2 separate regions of the Rattus norvegicus genome follow, and region 2 is linked to region 1. A link is a contact called in public Hi-C data. All regions are on one chromosome and are shown on one strand. The core of a region is the stretch at or near the end of the contact, and the rest is flanking DNA. Distances in the headings are between cores, read along the strand shown. Region 1 has its middle 230 kb from the start of Pabpc6. Region 2 has its middle 210 kb from the start of Qki.

The links. A called contact is a pair of places that touch in the nucleus more often than the background predicts.
Region 2: a contact with region 1 is called in a Hi-C map of Schwann cells, with 2.1 times the contacts expected there. The contact joins two enhancer-like sites. A contact is called at or near these places in 1 of 12 Hi-C or Micro-C datasets (Schwann cells) and 1 of 1 datasets of contacts at active chromatin or transcription factors (oligodendrocytes).

Annotation. Positions count from the first base shown.
Region 1 is chr1:53,354,827-53,362,453 of GRCr8, reverse strand. No RefSeq gene overlaps it. Among named protein-coding and RNA genes, the nearest start is that of Pabpc6, 230 kb to the left of the region's middle. Within about 2 kb of position 3,918, at least 64 of the 93 cell types and tissues checked have an H3K27ac peak or open chromatin away from gene starts, as enhancers often do. A contact at or near this core is called in Schwann cells, where this site is marked.
Region 2 is chr1:53,137,869-53,144,734 of GRCr8, reverse strand. No RefSeq gene overlaps it. Among named protein-coding and RNA genes, the nearest start is that of Qki, 210 kb to the right of the region's middle. Within about 2 kb of position 3,449, at least 1 of the 93 cell types and tissues checked has an H3K27ac peak or open chromatin away from gene starts, as enhancers often do. A contact at or near this core is called in Schwann cells, where this site is marked.

The DNA.
Region 1 (7,627 bases), core at 2,669-5,168:
TTTTAAACAAATCACAGAACTGTAAGATATAACTATGTATGCAAAGGGACTTCATAGGACCACAGAGGTCAAGATGGAATCCTGTTTCCCTCTCTTCTAAGACCTGGCAACACTTCTGCTTTCCTCACCTTTTAAAAATAAAGTATGCAACCTCCTTTTTCTCAACTTTATCAACACTATGCTCAAGACCCTTCTGTTCTCTGTCGCCTTAGCACAACCCCAACAGTCATGGTATTGACCCCAGTTACCCATTTGACTTCACAGGACAGCAAACACCCTGTGAGCAGGGACTGATCTGATTTACCTGTTTATAGGTCTGTCTGTGTTTCGCCCATAGAGTAAAAGCACCTGGACCTATAACTGATGGAAGACTGACTCCTGACAACATACAGCTTCTCATTGGCACAGCCACAAGCTACACCGAGGCAGAGGCTCTCGGCAATTGGGGTCCCATCCATGCCAAATCCCAACAGGGTAGGTGGCAAAGTTGCCATCACTGGCCCCACATGGGTAGGAGGGGGCAATCCAGAGGGTTCTACTAAGTCTGCTCATCCTTAACTGCCCACTTGAAAATCTAGAAAGTGTCACAGCCACACAAGTTAGTGTTTACTGCCTTCCAGCCCGTGTGTTCATTCACTCACTGTACTTATAGACAGTGAACCACATAGGGATATCGAGGAGAGAGGCCAGCTGCTACTTGTTGCTATCTTGGGGTCTTGGTGCTTTGCTGCACTGTTGGCTTGTAGTCAGAAGGAAGGACTATTAACTGTTGACAATGAAGACCGTTAACAATGAAGAGAGGGGGCAGGGCAGACAGACTCCTGAATTTATTTCTCACCCTGCCAACTTTTTTATGAAGTCCTGTTTTCTGAGACCGTGCTGGTTGCTCTTGGTTTGTAATTCATGTAGTTTGACACAGTTTGAAAGTCTCCCATGCAATGTACAAAGATACACAGAGAGAGAGAGAGAGAGACAGAGACAGAGACAGAGACAGAGACAGACAGACAGAGAGACACAGAGAGACAGAAAGACAGAGAGAGACAGAGACAGTGAGACAGAGAGAGAGAGAGATCATGACTGGAAATAATTCTGAATGGGGATGCTAAGCCCTTGACTTTACACTAGTGTCCTGACAGGTGGGTAAAGTCAGAGCTGCCAGAAGAGTGTTGGTCATTCAGTATAATGCATGACTGTGTGTCTGTTGGGAAAAACAGTGATCAAAGTCTAAAAAATTTAATTTGGTTGGAAAAAAAAAAAAAGAAAGTGCTGTCACCTCCCCCCACCCCGCCACAAGCAACTTCAGCTCTCATAGCCTCTTTTGTTGCTGTAAAATTATATTCATTAGCAAACCCCCTGGGAAGGTTCCTGTCTCCGAGCAGCAGCTAGAAGTCTCGCTGTGGAATGAGTTGCTCAGATCCAAGATTTTGCACAATCCCAAGATCTCAAAAAGTTGAGAAATAAAGGGGAACATGCAGCCCAGTGTGGGCTTTGAAGAAACACAGCTTCACTCTAACCAGCATCTACACGGTGAGACAGGACCTGGTCCTTCTCAGTCCTGCCCTGCCCACTAGCTACACAAGATAGGCTCCAAGCACAAAGCTTAAAGTCAAATAAAGATAAAAGCAAAAATAGGTGTGGATCCCAATCCTAGCCATCCTACCAGAACCCTGAGAGAAAGTTCTCTAAAGGTCTTTGTTGCTCTCTTCAGTTTCCAGACTTTACCAATCCCTGTGTATCAAACACAATAACAACTTGAAGAAAATAAGAAATATATACAAAACAGTCTCTAAAGACTTACAGCCTTTGCGGCTGAGCCTATACAAGGTGGATTTGTCTCCTAGATGTCACGGGGGGTCATATCTCATTCACAGCTCACAGAGGTATAAATCAAAATGGAACCTCCTCGAGCCTAACACTCCCATGGCTGCCCAGAAGCAAACTGCTGCTTCCTCTTGTCTTCTTTGCTTCATCCTACGTACTGCTGTCTCTCTGGCTGCAGCCTGCAGAGAATGATCTGACTCAACTCTCACAGCTCAGCCAGCCCCACCTTGCTCACAGCCCTTTCAAGAGATTGCGGGGTCTGCTTGACTTGAGCAGAGAGACGGGGACTCAGAAGCGTCATTGCTCCCATGTGAGTTGCTACGTGGCCACGGATAAAGTTGTCTCCAGTAACGAACAACTTCTTTTAGGCTTTCCCATTTCCCCCCAGTGTGTTTTCAAACACTAGGTAAAGTCACCATTTATGGCCAGCTCGGAATTAAGGCACGTCTGTGTTAGTGTATTAGTACTGTGGCGAATGCTAATTGGGAGTGCTAAGTTTGGAGATAAATAACAGTACCCTGGGTTCGAGGCACAGCAGCAGGAATCCCCACATATATGCACGAACCCCAGAGACATCCTATGGAGAAAAGATCTTGGCTCACTATCAAAGGCTGGGACTTTTGCCAGCCATGACGGAATAATGGCACAGAAATCCGAAGCCACATTTTTCACACTTAACAAAGAAATAAAACTGACAAGCTCGTGACAAGCAACATGAGACATCTTGTCCCACAAGAATGGCTTTCCCTCATCTGTGTTTCCCCGGTCTCCTATTGATCTTCCTGGCAGGATACACCATGCCCATGAACACGGAAGGAACATTCACTCATGGTGACAATGTCTATCTGCCCGAGACAATACCAATGCCTGTCTGATGTCACTGGCATCATGCCACCCAAGTCACAAATGCAAGCAGCAGGTGGGTACTCAGAACATCAAAAGGAGTGTGTGGGGCCTCAAGAAAGGCACCCTGCAGGACCCTACCCGTCCTACACCACAGCAGCCCCGATAGCTGATAGCTGCAGCTGAAGGAAGACATCTCCGGGGCTTTTCCCGACAAATCGCAGCTTCACCCAGCTAGGGCAGTTAATTAGACTTTCAAAAGATAAGAAATTATTGAAACGGGGTATTTCACACCACAAAGAGGCAAATCCCTTCCACTTAAAATGTATTGCGTAGGGAATAAGATTATTTTTGATTTTTAAAAATTACCCAATAACCTAACAGTTCTGACAAGGACGGGTCTTGGTTTTGATGGGTAATCCTGCTTGAGACTTTCAGGAACTCAGTTCAGAACACCCTCCCTCCCCTCAACCCCAGCCGCCCCAATTATACGTGTGAGCTAGACTCTGCTAGCACAAAAGCCTCCTGGTCTTTTCCAGGTAAATATAAAACATCCTGTTAGTACCTTTAAACTCTGACCACACAACAAAAGCCCTAAGACCTTTCTCTCCAGCAGCGCTCTAATGAAATCTAACTGGGAAATGATAAGGAGATAGAAATCCCAGGCCCCCAGCTTTGCTTTCTAATTGCCAATTTTACCCCTTGCACTGAGACATTAATCCTTGAAGAATAGAAAGTCAGCTTGCCAAAAACCCAGCGGAGGAGGGCATGGGAGTGAGAGGGAGGAAGCCCACAGCAGTGGGTGGGAGAAACTGCCCTCTGGCCCCTGTTGAGTCTGGCCACCAACACCCTGCCAGCCCTGGTGGCTCCTCCTTGTCTCTGGAAGCCAGCCCAGGCCAGCATTGCTATGCAAATTAGGCTGCCAATCTCTGTGGGCACCTCTCAGTGTAGACTGTCCATCCATCCATGACTTGAAAAAAAAACAAAACAACAACAACAAAAAAAATCAGATCTCTGATCCAGGCAGATCCAGCCAGTCTTCAGGCTGCCTAGAATCTGTGGGTTTGTTCACAGGATGCCTTGAGGTAGGGGAGGGGGTGTTTTCTCTTCCCCGGCCAATCGTTTTATTAAAACAAGAATAGCAAGAAGACAATGAATCTCCAACAGAGACTTTAAAAAGAAGAGGAAGGGGGCTGTGCAGAGCCAAGCTAGTCATTCACTGCTGAGCTCTGGTTTCTATGGGAACAAGAAGGGCTTTGTGCAGGAACTTCCCGCTCTGCTCCCCCGCCCTCCGTGGGACCGGTTCCAGCATCCCAGCATTGTATTTGTGTGGTCAACTTTTCTTCTGTCTCATTCAGTCCTCCTGCCTCTGACTATTCCCAGCAACAACACCCATCACCACAGACACAAGAAGAAAAGAGAACTCACAGCCTCTAGGCCGAATTAAGTCACCATACAAAGGTATCCAGGCAACTGGGAGCCAGCGGACTGCCCAGGAGAGCTGTGCCCATCATCCAGTCTCTTGCCTCATTCCTTATTCTGTCCCTAAGCCACCCAGAACTTCAATTCCCTAACTCTTTTCATGCAATACCCACATCACACTCAGCTTTTAAATTAAGTTTCCAAGTGCATGAAAATGCGACCGACACACAGGATACTGTTATTTAGAAGTGACAACGAGTGGCAGATAGTCGGTATCAACTTAAACTTTAAAGTTTCAGTCTTCAAGATGCTCATGCACACACGCACATGCGTGAACACACAGGGGGTGGGGCGGGAGGAGAGAGACTCCAGAAATCATGCCGGTAGCGTTGATGAGGCAGGGAGCTCAGCGTTCAGAGATTGTGGGTCGGAAAGCACGTCAAGTGCGACTTCTCAGTTTCACAAGGTACCTTTAATTTGGCACTTTTTATTTTGCTAATTTATTTTGATTTTTAGATTTTTAAAAAGGAAATATCTATGAATCTCCTACTCAGAAGCTGCCATGGAAAACATCTCAACACATTAATCCCCATCACTTGACTACCTGTCCAGACTTTATTTAATTAGAGAAAGTGTGTATTTCTGAATACTGTTTATAAATCACAACTAAACATAGTTTAAGTATGTTTAAGTATAGGGCTACAAATATCTCAAGTTTCAACAACACTTTTCTTTTACAGTTTAATAAAAAGCCTTCAGAGTCTACCCCTGACCGAGCCCTGTGATGTTCCCTGGCAACCGATCAAACCTAAAGACATTTTTGCAATTTTATACTTTATAATTTTATATTTACTTAAGAGAACTTCAGTTCACTTCTCTTTTGCAGGATAACAATATCAATTCTTGTTGTTTAAATTCAAACTTGCTTAAGGGAAAAAGAAGTTTAACCCACTTATGTGCCACCAGGTTGCAACCTTAGTTTTAAAGGGCATCATGGGAGATATGCCATGAAAGGAGTTATTAAACATTGAGAGTCATTCCCACAATTGGACAGTACGAAAGATGGTTTGCTCCTAACAGTCAGAAACTCTTTCCGTCTGTCTTTCCCTCACTCATTTATTCATGAGTATCAAGCTACATCATCCCAGAGTTGAGAGACATGCCCAGCCTGGTACATCATTCCCATTTAGGTACCTTGTTGGTTCTGTCTTCTTCTGCAGAATTAGCTGGAATCATTTAACCCATTGTACTTCCCTTCCCAACCCTGAAACCCTTTAATACAATCCCTCATGCTGTGGTGACCTCCAACCATAAAGTCATTTTTTTTTTCAGAGCTGGGGACCGAACTCAGGGCCTTGCCCATGCTAGGCAAGCGCTCTGCCACTGAGCTAAATCCCCAACCCCCATAAAGTCGTTTTTGTGGCTGCTCCATGACAGTAATTTTGTTACTGTTATGAACTACAATGTAAATATCTGTGTTCCCCTGGATAGTCTTAGGTGACCCTTGTGAGGGGCTGTGATCCACAGGTTGAGAATTATTTAGACCATAAGTTCTCAAAAGCAGAATGAAAATTCTGTGTGTGTTGTCACTTTCTCTCCCTCCTCCCCTCCTACTTACCTCCTCTTTCCTCTTTCCTTTCACTACTTTCCCTCCACTTCCCTCCCCTCCGCTTTCCCCTTTGCTCTACATCACCTTTCTCACACTTGGCCATATTGTCTCAGCCTTAAGTCTTCATGGTGACTGCTGTGACTCCTAATTCTGGCTAGAATGGTAATGACTGCTATAAGGCACCACTCACTTCCCCCTACAGGGCACAGACATAGAAGACAGCGGGAAGCCACAATGGCAGCTATCCAGGCAGGGCTGGAGGAGAGGAAGGATTCCCACACCCGTGTGTGACAAGGACCCAGCCACCTTCCTTCAGAAGCTCAAGCTGAGATCTTTCTTCTCAGCCTGGAGAAGCAGAACTTTCCAGAAGCTTCTTAACTCTTAAGTCTCCCCCTCATGACTATGATAGAGACACTCCCTGAAGCATCCTGAAGCTCCTGAGGGTGGCTCCAGTTACCTCTCAGAACAGAGGAATCCAGTGTCAAGTGCACAGGCTCCAGAACCACTAAGATTGTAAGTCTGTGGGTCGGCACTCCTGTCAGACTTGTCTAGATTTGGTCAGCCTCTAGCCATGCCTGTGAGGGATTACTCTGGTTAAACTGGCCAAGGTGGGAAGACCCACCATAAATTGAGCGGTACCAGTCTTGGCGCTTGGTCCTAAACTTCGTACAAAGCACCACCGTTCATCTTTCTCTAGCTCCTGACTGTGGTGCAATGTATCTGGCAGCTGCTTTTGTGACTTCCCGGTCCCTGATGGACTGTGCCCTTGAACCGTGAGCTCAGATAAACTCTTCCTCCTGAGAGTGGCGTCTGTCAGGAACACAGAACACACAGCATCAGAGAAAGAAAGTCTATGCGTCTATGAAGGGACCTCCTTCAGCTCCAGGAGAGTGGGATTCATTACTGAGGCAGGACACCTTCTAGGGCAACTTGAGAGCAGGCTTTCCATTGGCTCCTTGGTTCACGTCATCAGTTCATGCCCTATTGCTTCTGTGCCTTCCCAGGGTGAGACAGAAGAAAGTCAGGGTGGAAGGGTCTGACTCAGGAAAGCTACTACTCGCTTTATGGTGGCCTGGAAGCAGAGAGAAAGGTGTCAAGGGACCAGGGATAAGCTATATCTTTCAAAAGCATGCCTTCATATTTCACTTCCTCTATCCAGCCCCTTCTTGCTATGACCCATTCAGCTATAATCTCACCAATAAATTAACCCACTAATGACTTCGGGACCCTTGGGACCCAGGCACCTCTCAACAGTAGCACCAACTGGGGACTAAGCCTTTAACATGGGAGCTTTCCAGAGAGACACTTTCTTTCTTTCTTTCTTTCTTTCTTTCTTTCTTTCTTTCTTTCTTTCTTTATTTATTTATTTATTTATTTATTTATTTATACCTTTTAAAAACGTTTATTTTCTTTTGTTTTAATTTTTAACTGGATATTTTTATTTATTTACATTTCAAATGTTATCCCCTTTCCCCATTTCCCATCCATAAACCCCCTAACCTATCTCCCCTCCTCCTGCTTCTATGAAGGTGTTCACCCACCCACCCACTCCGTCCTGACTCCCCACCCTGGGAGCTCTGGTTAGTTGGTATTATTGTTCTTATGGGGTTGCAAACCCCTTCAGCTCCTTCAATCTTTTCTCTAACTTCTCCAATGGGGACCCTGTTCTCAGTTCAATGGTTGGCTGCGAGAGTCCACTTCTTATTAAATTGACAAGGACCCAGCTTCAACATGTTCCCCTCCCAGTGCCAGCAGACATTCTGCCTTACACCACAGCACATACCATGGCTCGCCTCCGAGCACAGCTTTGCACAATAAAGGAAGTGATAGCTGTGTCCTAAAAGTGTTGTCTATGATTAAATGATTGAATACATAAATAGCTAAGTGGTAATGATGTGTGCCTTTAATCCCAGCACCCGGGAGGCAGAAGCA
Region 2 (6,866 bases), core at 2,200-4,699, 220 kb after region 1:
TCTTTGAGGAGTGTCTGAATTCTTCCCATTTGAAGCATGGTTATCTGCTGAGTCAGGCTGACCTCTTATATGAAGAAAAAAGTACCTCAGAACTCTCTCCAGGCCTCCCTATGGAATCCTGAACTTCTGTGTCCTCTTCTGTGGTATCTCTATCTGGGAAAGACCACATCTTCAGCTCCAACAGTGGTGGAGAAGAAGTAAAGGCTTCGTAAGCTCCTTAGGTCTTGTCTCCCTCATCTGTCAGATGGAGATTGTCTGAAAGCAAAGTAGAGAAGCTGGGCGGGGTTCCCTCCTCACAATGGACCACAAATTCCACAAAGGGAAGAAATCGGAAACTTTCTTTCTCGGAGTATTCCTGCTTCTAGAGAGAGAGCTCGGGCTCTGCTTGTCTCTGAAATGCTGGGGGCTTCTGGGCAGAATCAGGCACTTTGGGAAGAACAGAACATCTTACAGTAAGTATGAAAAGAAGAGCGAGAGCACGTTCATGCATCCTCTCCTTGATTACTTCTGCGCACGAACACACCACACACACACACACACACACACACACACACACACACACACACACGCACTGCCTGTTTTCAGGATATGATCAGTACCTAATTTACAAAGAGCATTACTTTTCTCTGACAATCGAAACTGAAGGCACAACTTATCCATAGGAAAAGATAAAAAGAAGAGAGGTCTAAGGAATAACAGGAATTGAAGCAAAGAACAAACAATAGCAATGTCACACTGGTCAATTTACATATGCATGTACGCATGCACGCAAACCCACCTGAACGAAGGTGTGATGGTGGGTATATGTTGGCAACTTGATGAGTCTTAGGATGACCTGGGAAACAGCCCTCTGGGCTTGTTTATGGGGGATTACCTAGATTGGGTTAACTGAGATGGAAAGACTGCCCACTCCGGGTGGCACCTGTCTCTATGCTGGGATCCCATACTGTACAAAAGAATATGAGCTAAGCAGGAGCCTCCAATGATCTCGACTGTAGAGGAGACCAGCTGCCTCACATGCTTCCGCTATAACTTCTTTACCCAAACTGTGAGAACAAAGCTTTGTCCTGTAAGCTGCTTCTGTTAGGATATTTTATCCCTACATCAGAAAAATAATTAAGACAGCATGTATATGTGTAGGACACAAGAGAATCAAAAGTATGTGATTTCTTCTAGTTTACCAGAAGCCTTAGGAGCTGAACATGAAAATAAATTCCCCCAAACCACTTTCTCCCTGAAATCCCAAATTACTTTGCGTTTAATTCCATCTGAGCATTTTACGAGAGGCCCCTAAACAGGCTCGGCTGGCATGAGCATTCCCTGCAAAAATGTGTGGCATTCAGAAGAGGAAAAATGAGCAGCAGAGGCTGGGCGCAATCTTGTTTACAGCAAAGCCTGACAAAATCATCACGAGCTGAAGGGAACAGTGTAGACAGAGCCAGTGGGTCCCACAGCACGCATACCCTCTGTATCCCGAGCCAGAAATGTAAATCAAAGCAGTCCTCCACTAGATCGTGATCAAAGACAGACACCGCCCATCCGTGTACCATCCCGCTCGGTCTGCCACCTGCTACTGCAAAGAACAAGCACATTTGCTTGTCTGCTGGGCTGGTTGGCTGGCTTGTTTGGGAGTTGATTGGTTGATTAAATAGTTGGTTAGTTAGTTGGATAATCTGGATGGTTGACTTTACAAGAGGCTGAAATCAATAGAGAACATGAAGGTTTCTTTTTTGGGCTAGGAATGTAGTTCTGTTGGTAGAGTATTTGCATAGCACATATGAAACCCTGGTTCTATCCCCAGCACCAAATAAAACCTGTGGTGACATACTGCTGCTATCCCAGTATTCCAGAGGCAGAGGCAGCAGGTCCAGAGGTTTTAGATCCCCCTCAGCTATAGGTCTCAAGACCAGCCAAGGCAATATAAGATCTTGTCGAAAAAAAAGAAAACAAACACTATCTCCCCGTTGGTGTTTTCATTTGCAGTTTGGACTTCCTGTAGAAAAGTTGTTCTCGCCTGGTTATCCCTATAGATGTGCCATACTTTCTGGTTATTGTAACTAACCAAGAAATAGCTAGAAATAATCTCTCCACAAGATTAAGCTACTGATGAATGGTTGTGCCTAGGTAGAACCCACACACCGACCTTCAAATTCAACCACATTTCCCCAAGCTAGAGGAAATGCAAGTTTTAAAAATTGTTTTATTTATTTACATTCCAAATGTTGTCCCCTGCCCCTTCCCATCTGCCCTCCAAGAGTTCTTCACTCCATCTCTCCTCCTCTTTGCCTCTGAGAGGTTTTTTCCTCCACTCACCCATCCATCCACGTCCTGCATCCCCCTTCCCTGGAGCATCAAATCTCTACAGGACTAGGTGCATCCGCTCCCGTCAAGACCAAACAAGGCAGTTCTCTGTTACATACGTGTCCAGGGCCTCAGACCAGCACATGTATGCTCTTTGGTTGGTAGCTTCAGCTCTGGGAGTTCCCAGGGGTCTGGGTCAGTTGACACTATTGGTCTTCCTATGGGGTTGCCATCCCCTTCAGCTCCTTCAGTCCTTCCCCTATCTCTTCTTTAGAGGTCTCCAACCTCAGTCCAATGGTTGGCTATAAGTATCTACATCTGTCTCTGTCAGCTGCTGGTAGAGCCTCTCAGGGGACAGCCATGCTAGGCTCCTGTCTGCAAGCACAACATAGTATCAGTAATAGTGTTAGGGTTTGAATGTGTCAGTGCCCATGGGATGGATCCCAGGTTGGGCCAGTTACTGGATAGCCTTTATTTCAATCTTTGCTCCATTTTTGTCCCAGCATAAGAAGTTTAACAAGAAGGAAGGCCCAAGTAAAAATGCTTCAATCCCAATTAGAAAGGGGGGGATAATTACCAGAGAAAGAGAGAAAGGGACCTGGGTGGGAGAAGGGAAGGGGAGGGGGAGGGGCAGAATCAAGTATGGGGAAGAAAGGAGAGAAGCCCAGAGGTCCAGGAGAATGAGTAGAAATATGTAAGTATGAGGTATGGGGGTCAAGGGGAACCTCTAGAAAGTCCCAGAGACCTGGGATATGAGTGACTCCCAGGACTCAATGGTGACGATCTTAGCTGAAATGCTCAATAATGTGGAGACAGAACCTGAAGGGACCACCTCCAGTAATAGACAGAACCCCCAGTGGAGGGATGGGGTCACCAAACTATCTTCAAAATTTTTGACCCAGAATTGTTCCTATCTAAAAGGGAAATGCAAAGATTAAAGGCTGTTTTAAAAAATTAACAGAGGAAGTAATGGTTTTTGTTCATCCTCTCCCTGTAACTTCTTTCCTTCCAGACCTGGCTCACTGGGCTCCCTCCTGTGCCAGTAATCATCCAGTAACACTTTCATATCATAGGTATTGTATTAACCCCCACCCCAATCAAAGACCCTTTTGTTCCCTGCCATGGTTTCCAGTGTAGCTTTGTGACCTATACCCACACTCCCCCACACAGCCAGTTTTCAATCAGAAGCACAACCATTGTTGGTGAAGAATAATAATGCTGAATCAATGGGTCCCACAAAGGTCACCAGTTAGCTACCACAGTCCTAATATTCCCTAGCTCTGTTCTCCAAAAGCTTACCAAAAACACTCACTAACTTATTCAAAGAAGAGCAAAGTTCCTGACCAAGAAAGTGAGCAGGAGGTCCCTGTCCTGTCAATTCCCAGCACCCTCAAACAAGGGCACAAGGCATGAGCCAGTGTAGAGCGCAGCTGTAAGGGAGGGTGTGAGAGGTCAGACTCTACTGTCCACTGAGAAAGGAAAGGATTACCTGATACACAGAAGAGCATCAGTTTGGTGGCTGGGAGATCATCTGTTTGGTCTGGCATAGCTGTTGAACAGTCCTGAGTCTTGAGGTATGAAGTAACAAGCAGACCCTTGAATGCAGGAAAGACCCTATAAAGAAGACTAGTGAGGGTAGAAGGCAAACAGCAGATTACAGAGTGGTACCATGAAAGGTCTTGTCAACATTTCCTCAGGGAAACCTGATGCTCATAGGATGAACTCAGTGAGAGGAAGGTTACAAAGAAGAATGTGTAGAGTGTGGGGTGGCCATGCTCACAGAGATCCACAGCAAATCCCTTTGGGCTAGAAACCCAGTCCAATGGGAGTATCCAGGATGATCCCCTTTAGGAATACTTGTGAAGGTCTTTAATTATCCTATACAAAACCCTTGGCCTGTGTTTGATTGACAGGGACAGAAGCCTCATCATGTTACCACATTATTGTTGTTTTAGTCTCAGTAACTATAGGCACCAGACTGACTGAGTCTAAACTCTAAACTGTTAGAAAATATTAGTATGACACGAGCCCTGTGTCAGTGAGTAAGCTAAGTAGCTGCTGAGTACCTTGGTGGCCTAGTTTTATTTTTTGTTGCTGTGATAAAACACCCTGACAAAAAATCAACATGAGGGTGGAAAGGCTTATTCTGCTTACAATTCCAGGTGACAGTCCATCATTGTGGAGGAGTCACAATGGCAGGAGCTTGAAGCAGATGATTGCATAACATATATCCTGCCTGCTTGCTTATACTCAGAAAGTTTTCTTCACTCTTTCAGTGCCTAGCCTAGGGAATGGTAGCACCCACAGTTGGCAGAATTTCCTACATCAATTAACAGTCAAGGCAATCTTCCGTAGACATGTCCACAAGCCAACTGAATCCAGACATTTCCCCAATTGAAACTCTCTCCCCAGCTGATGGTAGGTTAGGTCAAGTTGACCTAAGCAGAACATTGGTGTCTATAAAGATGCAGTGGCAATAATGATACTTATCTCCAAAGACACTTCTTTAGAGAAACGTGGGAAGGACTAAAGTCAGTAATGAATATAAAATGCTCAAAATGACATGGAAGTGTAATGAGTAGTAGAAGGTGTTATCTATCACCACTATTGTGGTACTGGTTGTGCTCGTGATTGGGATGGGAATGGGGGACCTGGGTGAGTCCTTGAGGTTCCTAAGTCTTTAAGTTAGCCAGTCAGTGGCAGAGCCAGGAATTAAGACTCTGAATCCAGTACTTGAATGAGCACTTATTTAGCACTTATTGTTCATGGCAGCATGGGGATTTAAAGTGTAAACACGATTTCTGTTCAGGTAGAAAATATGAGCACACAGAGATAGTGTATTAAATGAGAGCAATACAACATCATTGATTAAAGTGTAGGTGGACCAGGAATGTTGATATCTTCCTGGCATCCCAACTACTCTGGAGACTGAGACAGGAGAATGTTAAGCCCAAGAATTCAAAGCTAGTCTGAGCAACACATTAAAATCCCCATCTTGAGAAGGGAAGGAAGGGGAAGGGAGGGGAAGAAGGGGGGAAAGAGAGAGGAAGAGGAAGACCAAGGGAAGGGGTGCGGGAAGGGGAGGGGAAAGAGAAGAGGGGAGGAGGAAGAAGAAAAGGAAGGGGAGGGGAGAGGATGGGGAAGGGGAAGGGGAAAGGGAAGAGAAGGGGGGAAGGAAAGGCTTGTGAAGAAAAGGGAGGTGGCTTCCTCCTGTCAGTCTGTGAAGGTCTTAGAAGTGGTGACCTCTGTGCTAATAAGCAAATGGGCGGGATTGGGTAGGTAGAAAGGAGCAGGGCAGAAAAGGACAGGAAGGTACCACACAGGTAAATGACATCAAAGCCCAGAGCTTGACCCCGTAAGAAAACCGGCCCCTGGGAGTCTTCATCTCCAGACACTGGACAGTGTCACTTCACTATTTACTTCCCCGAGCCTTTGTGTTTGTATACAGATCCCCAAACTGGATGACCACTGAACCACACAGCATGCCTGGAGATTAAAACAAATCCTCTATTTGTAGTGTTGACCATTGAGTTTCATTTCTTCCAAGGGCCAATGTTATTGGAGCAATGGACACCACAGCTGGTTCATTTCATAAATGAAAAGAAGAAAGAAAGGAAAAAAAGAAAAAAAATAGCTCTACCATGCTCGCACAGCCGAAGGATCTTATTTTACAAATTGTGTAACTAGAAAGCACTGGCTTTGCCTTTTGTACTAGAGATGTGGTGGCATTAAAGGATTCAGGAGTGCAAAGCCTTCATGAATAATGTACAATCCTCTAGTCCCAGCAAATACTAGCTTCACGTTCTGTATGCCAATATTGGCCTCTGACATTTGAGAAGAGCTTAATGGTGCCGAGTGCTCCTTGAGAAAGAGTCCTCCTCACACACTTGTGCTGAGTGCTCCTTGAGTCAGAGTTTCTTCTCACACACATTGGCCTGTTTGCATCTGTCCATGGAACTGTGCATCTGAAACTCCAAAAGCAACTCATTCGTAATATGAGTTTTGTGAATATGAGTTTTGTACGTGGTACAATTTAAATTAATAAATAGTTAATAGCCATTGGCTACAAACATTCTAAGTAGTAGTTCCTGGGGGTTTTCAGAACAAACTCATGGGGACAGAACAGTTATGCTTTTTTATTAGTGAGGTCCTAAAGGACAAGTCTCTCTCAGGAAGGATAGATCTGGCCAGATATGCCAGCTCTCTGGCCCAAGGCTGTGTATTTCTCCACAAAGAAGCTTTTCACACTTCTTTAAGAGAGGAACAAAAGCATCTGGGATAGGGAAAAGAATAAGTGAGGAAGAACTTTGTACGTGAGCTTGGGGACCTGAGTTCAAATCCTCAGAATTAGAGTGAAAGCTTGGTGTGTATGACACAGGTGCTGCTGGCAATCCCAGCGCCACTACAGCAAGATGGGAGGTAGAGATAGGGGAACCTCAGAAGCTCAAAGACCAGATAGCCAGCATGTGTGTCAGGAAACAAGAGGCCCTGTCTCCGACATGGTACCAGGGGTTGGCATGGCATTCACGGCCATGCTAAATATTCATATATATATGTATATATAT